Regions from separate parts of the Mus musculus genome. Here region 2 is linked to region 1. Evidence: chromatin contacts called from public promoter capture Hi-C data. All regions are on one chromosome and are shown on one strand. Each heading gives the region's core, a stretch centred on a gene start, on an enhancer-like site or on the middle of the called end of the contact. The rest is flanking DNA. Distances are from core to core; before and after follow the strand shown.

What was found. Capture Hi-C pulls out chosen DNA fragments and counts their contacts.
Region 2: a contact with region 1 is called in a promoter capture Hi-C map of adipose tissue. The contact joins two enhancer-like sites. A contact is called at or near these places in 2 of 9 other capture datasets (adipose tissue and liver).

The regions. Positions count from the first base shown.
Region 1 is chr19:46,214,212-46,216,911 of GRCm38.p6, forward strand. All of the region lies in intron 3 of Gbf1 (golgi-specific brefeldin A-resistance factor 1), which reads left to right. Among named protein-coding and RNA genes, the nearest start is that of Gbf1, 63 kb to the left of the region's middle. Within about 2 kb of position 1,435, at least 55 of the 459 cell types and tissues checked have an H3K27ac peak or open chromatin away from gene starts, as enhancers often do. A contact at or near this core is called in adipose tissue, where this site is marked.
Region 2 is chr19:46,451,303-46,454,002 of GRCm38.p6, forward strand. Sufu (SUFU negative regulator of hedgehog signaling) reads left to right here. Exons shown (of 12, transcript NM_001025391.2): 7 at 1,860-2,013. Among named protein-coding and RNA genes, the nearest start is that of Trim8, 49 kb to the right of the region's middle. Within about 2 kb of position 1,284, at least 134 of the 459 cell types and tissues checked have an H3K27ac peak or open chromatin away from gene starts, as enhancers often do. A contact at or near this core is called in adipose tissue, where this site is marked.

The DNA of each region.
Region 1 (2,700 bases), core at 185-2,684:
TTAGAAGTCACAATTGTGGTTTCTTTTAGAGGCTTTTCAAGTAGAAGAAATCATGATTAGGTTTTTTTGGTTCAGTAGTTTAAATTTGAAAAGTAAAAGTGAAAATTTATTGAGCTTAGGACATTATATACTTCAACTTAAACATGTTCTTAAAGGAACTGGAGCAACGGCTCAATGGTTAAGAGCACTCACTGCTCTTGCAGAGGACCCAGGTTTGGTTCCAGCATCATTGAACATGGCAGCTCCTAATTGTCTGTGGTGCCAGTTCCAGAGAATCCAATCCTCTAGAGGCACCTAAACACACATGACACACACATGTACACTCAGATTAAAATAGAATCCAATCCTCTAGAGGCACCTAAACACACATGACACACACATGTACACTCAGATTAAAATTCCCTTTTGAGATAGAGTTTCTCTGTGTAGCCTTAGCTGCCCTGGGTTTTGTTCTGTAGACCATGCTGGCTCAGAGGTCCACCTGCTTCTTCCTCCCACGGGTTGGGATTGCACCCATGCTCCACCACCACCTAGGTGAATGGAGCTTCCTCTGGGTGTTGTGGGACCAGCTTCGGAGTTCTTGCCCAAGGTCTGCTCAGGGCATGGGCCCAGACCGGAAGGAACCTGTGTCACTGGTTGGGCGGAGTTCCTGGGTGCCTCAGCTCTTATTTTTTTATGTCAGAATAAAAAGTGTCAATGGCTAAAAAGAACGTTGACAAAGTGGGAAGAGGTGTTTTTCATGCTTTCTGTTCCCAGAGAGGTTACATTTTTAAGCTAGCTTTCTAAGATGAAACTGAAGCTGTACCCGCCTGCTTGTTTTTCTTAGCCCTCATTTTTGTTGTTAGATCTTCTTGTTCATAGGATATGCTGCGTTAATATTTCCTGTCTGCCATGCCTGTATTAGCTGAGATTCCTATTAATCTGTGTTAGCTTTCTCTGGTGGGTCATTTCTATTACTGGCATCCCCCAAATAGAGATATGCATATCGATTTGTGTTCGGTGGTAGAGCAAAGTTTCTGAGGACTGGTAAACCCCTGCAGCAGTGTTAGTCTCGGGGATGCTGGAGATCTGGACAGAACTATGTGGAGCTACTGCTCAGCTGTGGTCTTTAAACCAAGGCTTTTCTTTAATGACCCAGAGCCACATTTGCAGTGAGGCTGAGGAAGGAGCTGCTTTTCTGTTTATTAGAGGTGACATGGGCAGCGGGGCAGTGGCAAAGAGGCCATGTTGCTCTTGTTAAATATACATCCCTGACAGTTGGATAATAGGTTCCAGGAAGTTCAGTGGAAAATTAAAACAAAGCAACATTTATAGCTGATTGAACTTGAAAAGCCATTTTGGTGTTGAATGGCAAATATGTGGACTTCAGCATTCCTAGAGCCTGATGCATCCTGCTGGATGGCCCTGTCTCGTGTACACGAGGGCTGGGCACTCAGCAGTGTGCAGGGTGCTTAGGGGGAAAAGAAAGCTTTCTGCCAGAAGTCTTCTTTGCATAGAGTTATGGAACACAAATTTCCCCCTATCAGGGAACATGGTTCCTCTGATGGTTAGAGGCCTATCTTGTTAGAAGGACTGGAATGTCTGGCAAGAGTCAGGGGATCTCTTATGTACTATAAATACTCCTAGTCTCCTACTGAGGCTGGATCTTCAAGCAGATTATTGTAGTGTATTCACATGACTTTAGCGTGGAAACACTTTGATATTGTCCCAGTTTTGTCCTAAGATGTTAAGATTAGAAGGCTTTGGATTCATGTGTGAGATGATTGGTTTACTTAGAAGAAAAAAAAAAGCAGTAGGAGATGGGAAGTGAAGGAAGAGTTTCAGGAAATAAGTGAAGAGAGACTTGAGCCTTTTTAACTGTCAAGGAAAGTATTTTGCTTTCAGTTGCATCCATTATAAGGGAATCATGGTGGCTGACCTGTAGTCTATGCATGTTTAAGGATCTTATTTGGAATAAACTTATTTTGCCTCCCAAATGATGATGCTGGTGCTGTAAGTAGAGACAACTGTTTCAGTTTAGCTTTCCTGGCAGATTCACCTCTGTCCATTCAGCTCTGAGCCTGGTATTTGCCCCAAAATCACAGAGGAAGACAGGTCTTCCAGTGATCTGACTTAGTTATATCCTAATGCTTTCTCAATCTGCATATTATACTGGCACTTGAATTTGCTTCTGAGCCAGATCAAATTTTAAGCTATGCCTTGTTCTGTAGGGATCTCAAGCTTGCTTTGGTAGTCTCTAAGTGGTGAAATTAGGATCAGGGTATAAAGAAAGGCTGGTTAGCTCTGTCCCTTCTTACCGATACAGTTCTTCCTAGTGTGTGCTCACTTTGGCAGACCAAGAAAGCAGTTATGAATGTGGATCAAAGAGTCACAGAGCTGGCTTAGCATTTTGTGTACACTAACAAAGAACTGAGCAGTGAACAACAGGTTTCATAACTTGAAAGCACATTCCATGTATGATATAAGTTGGGTTATTTATCCATTTTTATGGAAGGGTTACTACTGTGAAAAGCTTTGTGTTCTGAGTACACACAAGTAAATCCATATTGCAGTTAGTACTCTTCTTTCCCTGAAATGGGAAAGTGATTTATGAGGTGTGGGCTCTTATGTGAAAGAAAACAGAACTGGTTGCTGTGTGGGCCCATAAAGTTCCTGTGCCATCTCAGTGGTGTGGTTTACAAGAAAGAGAAGATGAGCAAG
Region 2 (2,700 bases), core at 34-2,533, 240 kb after region 1:
ATCAGACAGCAGCACAGGCTATGCTGACCCCACAGCCCATTGCAGGATGCTGATTGGTCTAATGATCCTGTCATTCTTCCTAACTCACTCCCCAGCCCTGCCCAGGTAGGTTGGCACTCTCTGATGTGTGGAAGAGTCGTTAGACCCTGCCAGTCTGCAGCTGACACTACTGTGACTGCTTGGGACAGTGTCAGTGTCACTTTGTGGTTTAGAATAGATGGTTGCTTGGCACACAGCTGCATTCTGGAAGCCCCGGAGCATTGCTGCATTTCTTGCACACCATGCAGGGGTAGAAGCACCAGAGCCCAGCTCCTTCTGCTCACCTCGCAGCAGAGGCAGGCCATGGACATCTCTGAACTTGACATGTTTCTGTAAGGCTCCCATGGGCCTGTAAGGCAGGCCATGGCAGCGACTAGGCACTTCAAATTGTACAGTGGCGTGTAGTTTGCAGACCTATGGGGTCTTTGCTACCAACCTGTGAGTTCTGGGGCACACAGCCTCTTCCTTTACACATGAGGCTCCTCCACTTTCTGGGTACCTTTAACCCTGAAATGGTCTCGATGATGCCAGGGGTATCTCTGCTTCGAACCTGCTTTCTGTGTGGCTTCTGCTTATGTAAGAACCATGGAGGCTTCATCCCCTAAGCCTTGTTCTGCAGCCATGCTGGGACACAGCATGGGGCTCTGTAGGCTCTTGTTTATCTCCTATACTCAGAAAAAAACTTGGTCCCCTGAATTAGTAGAGCAAGCAGACCCTTCCCCTGAGGGTCTCAGGGCAGCTGCTGGCAAGAAAACTCAGGTTCTCCCCAAGCAGCTCCAGCCCCTCTCCTCTGCTCTGCCGGAAACAGCTAGAGCTGTGTCCTGCCTGCTGCCTGCCTGCCTCATCCAGGCAGCAAAAGCAGCAGAAGAGAGAAGAACGGGTGGCTTATGGATAGGAGACCATCTGTGACCAAGGCATAGAACAATGCCCTTGTCTAGGAGCCCTGGAGAGGGACAGACTGGCACAGGGACATGGGGGCTCTGAGGAGTTTTTCACAGGAGGCTTATTTGGCCTGTATGGCTGTTTATGGACAAGGTTGCTAGCGTCTTCCAGATGACCTTTGAGCCAAAGCCCAGCACCACAGAATTAAGTTTTACCAGAAAATCCAGCGATGTTTTGAGTACAACTCTTCCTTGAGGCCATTTGGAGAAAGTTTAGACTGAAGCGTGCCAATGTCTACACAAAGGCAAGGCCTCTGGGGAAGTGTGCACCCGTCACTGCCCTTCAGACCCCGATTGCAGCCTAGGAAATGGAAACGAACCCCATCCAGAGCCCTCTGCCAAAGTTAGCTGGCATAGAGGCACAGGGAGCACTTCTGCTCTGGGGCGATGGCCCCCTCTAGCTGTTATAATGAAGAACTGCAGGTATGGGTTCCCAAGTCAGGGCGGGCTTCTACCCTAACTCCTGTAGGGGGTGAGGTGGGGTATGTATGATCATTGTTGGAGGATCAGGAAGAGGGGAAGCCTTCCACCTTTCCTTAGAGAAATAGGTCTTGTCTCCTCCATCAGCTCTGAGGGCCACAGCTGTCGGGGCTGAAAGATGCACAAAGGCCTTTGTGCTGGATGTTGGTGGGAAGGAAGTGTCCAAGGCTCATTCCTGCTGCCTCCCCTAACCCTGTTCCCAGAGGAGTCCAGGGGCTGGCAGGGGCCGTTATGCTTGTAACAGAACAAGGTCAATGAGACCCTGATCTCATAGCAGCTGTCCATGCTCAGCACCTACAAGGGCTAATACTGGAAGTGGAGTGGCTGGGCCAGGGTCAGTAACCTTGGGGCACATGAGTTCACTGAAGGCACTCTGACTCTTTGGTTCTTTTCAAGCAGGAGAGAGTTGACAAAGGCATTGAGACAGACGGTTCTAACCTGAGCGGCGTCAGTGCCAAGTGTGCCTGGGATGACCTCAGCCGGCCTCCGGAGGATGAAGAGGATAGCCGGAGCATCTGCCTCGGCACACAGCCTCGGAGGCTGTCTGGCAAAGGTTGAGACCTTCCCTTGCCTTGCTCCCTTCCTTCCAGGTTCCCCAGGACAAGTCTCTAACTAAATAGCAGCCCACTCTGATTATTTTCTGACAAATGAATTTTTCCAATGTGGGTGAACTATATATGAGCATTATTGGCCTGTTTGTAGCTATTTCCTGTGTGCATTTCAAACACACTAGTATACTCTGTGTGTACACTCTGCCCCTTGGAATCTGACCTCATGTATGTGAGTATGAACCATGGAATAGTTAACAGAAAATGTACACAGTCCACCCAAAGACACTACAGCGTATGTTCACCACCACAGAACTGACACAGACCCCAGCTCTGGCCTGAAGGCCATGCCAAGCCTGAGAACCTCTCTCCTTGAACCTTCCTGGGCTTTTAATGAGAGGGAGCGAGTGTGAAGCCCGACACTGGCCTCCTCTGCAGTCCCAGAGTCTGTGGCAAGTTAGCTCCCTCTGCCTCTGCCTTCTGGGTAAGCTCTCGGAGGAGGAGGAGGATGTGGCGTCCTGTTGGATGCTCCCATGCTGCTCTTGGCTCCAGAAGGACTTGTGGGGTTTTTTTTGTTTTGTTTAGTTTTGTTTTGCTAAGGCTGTCCCTGGCTAATGCCAAAGGAAAAGTGGCCATTTATATACATGTATGTTTAAGGCTTTCTGTCTCCTTCCTTTCTCAGTTCTTCTTTT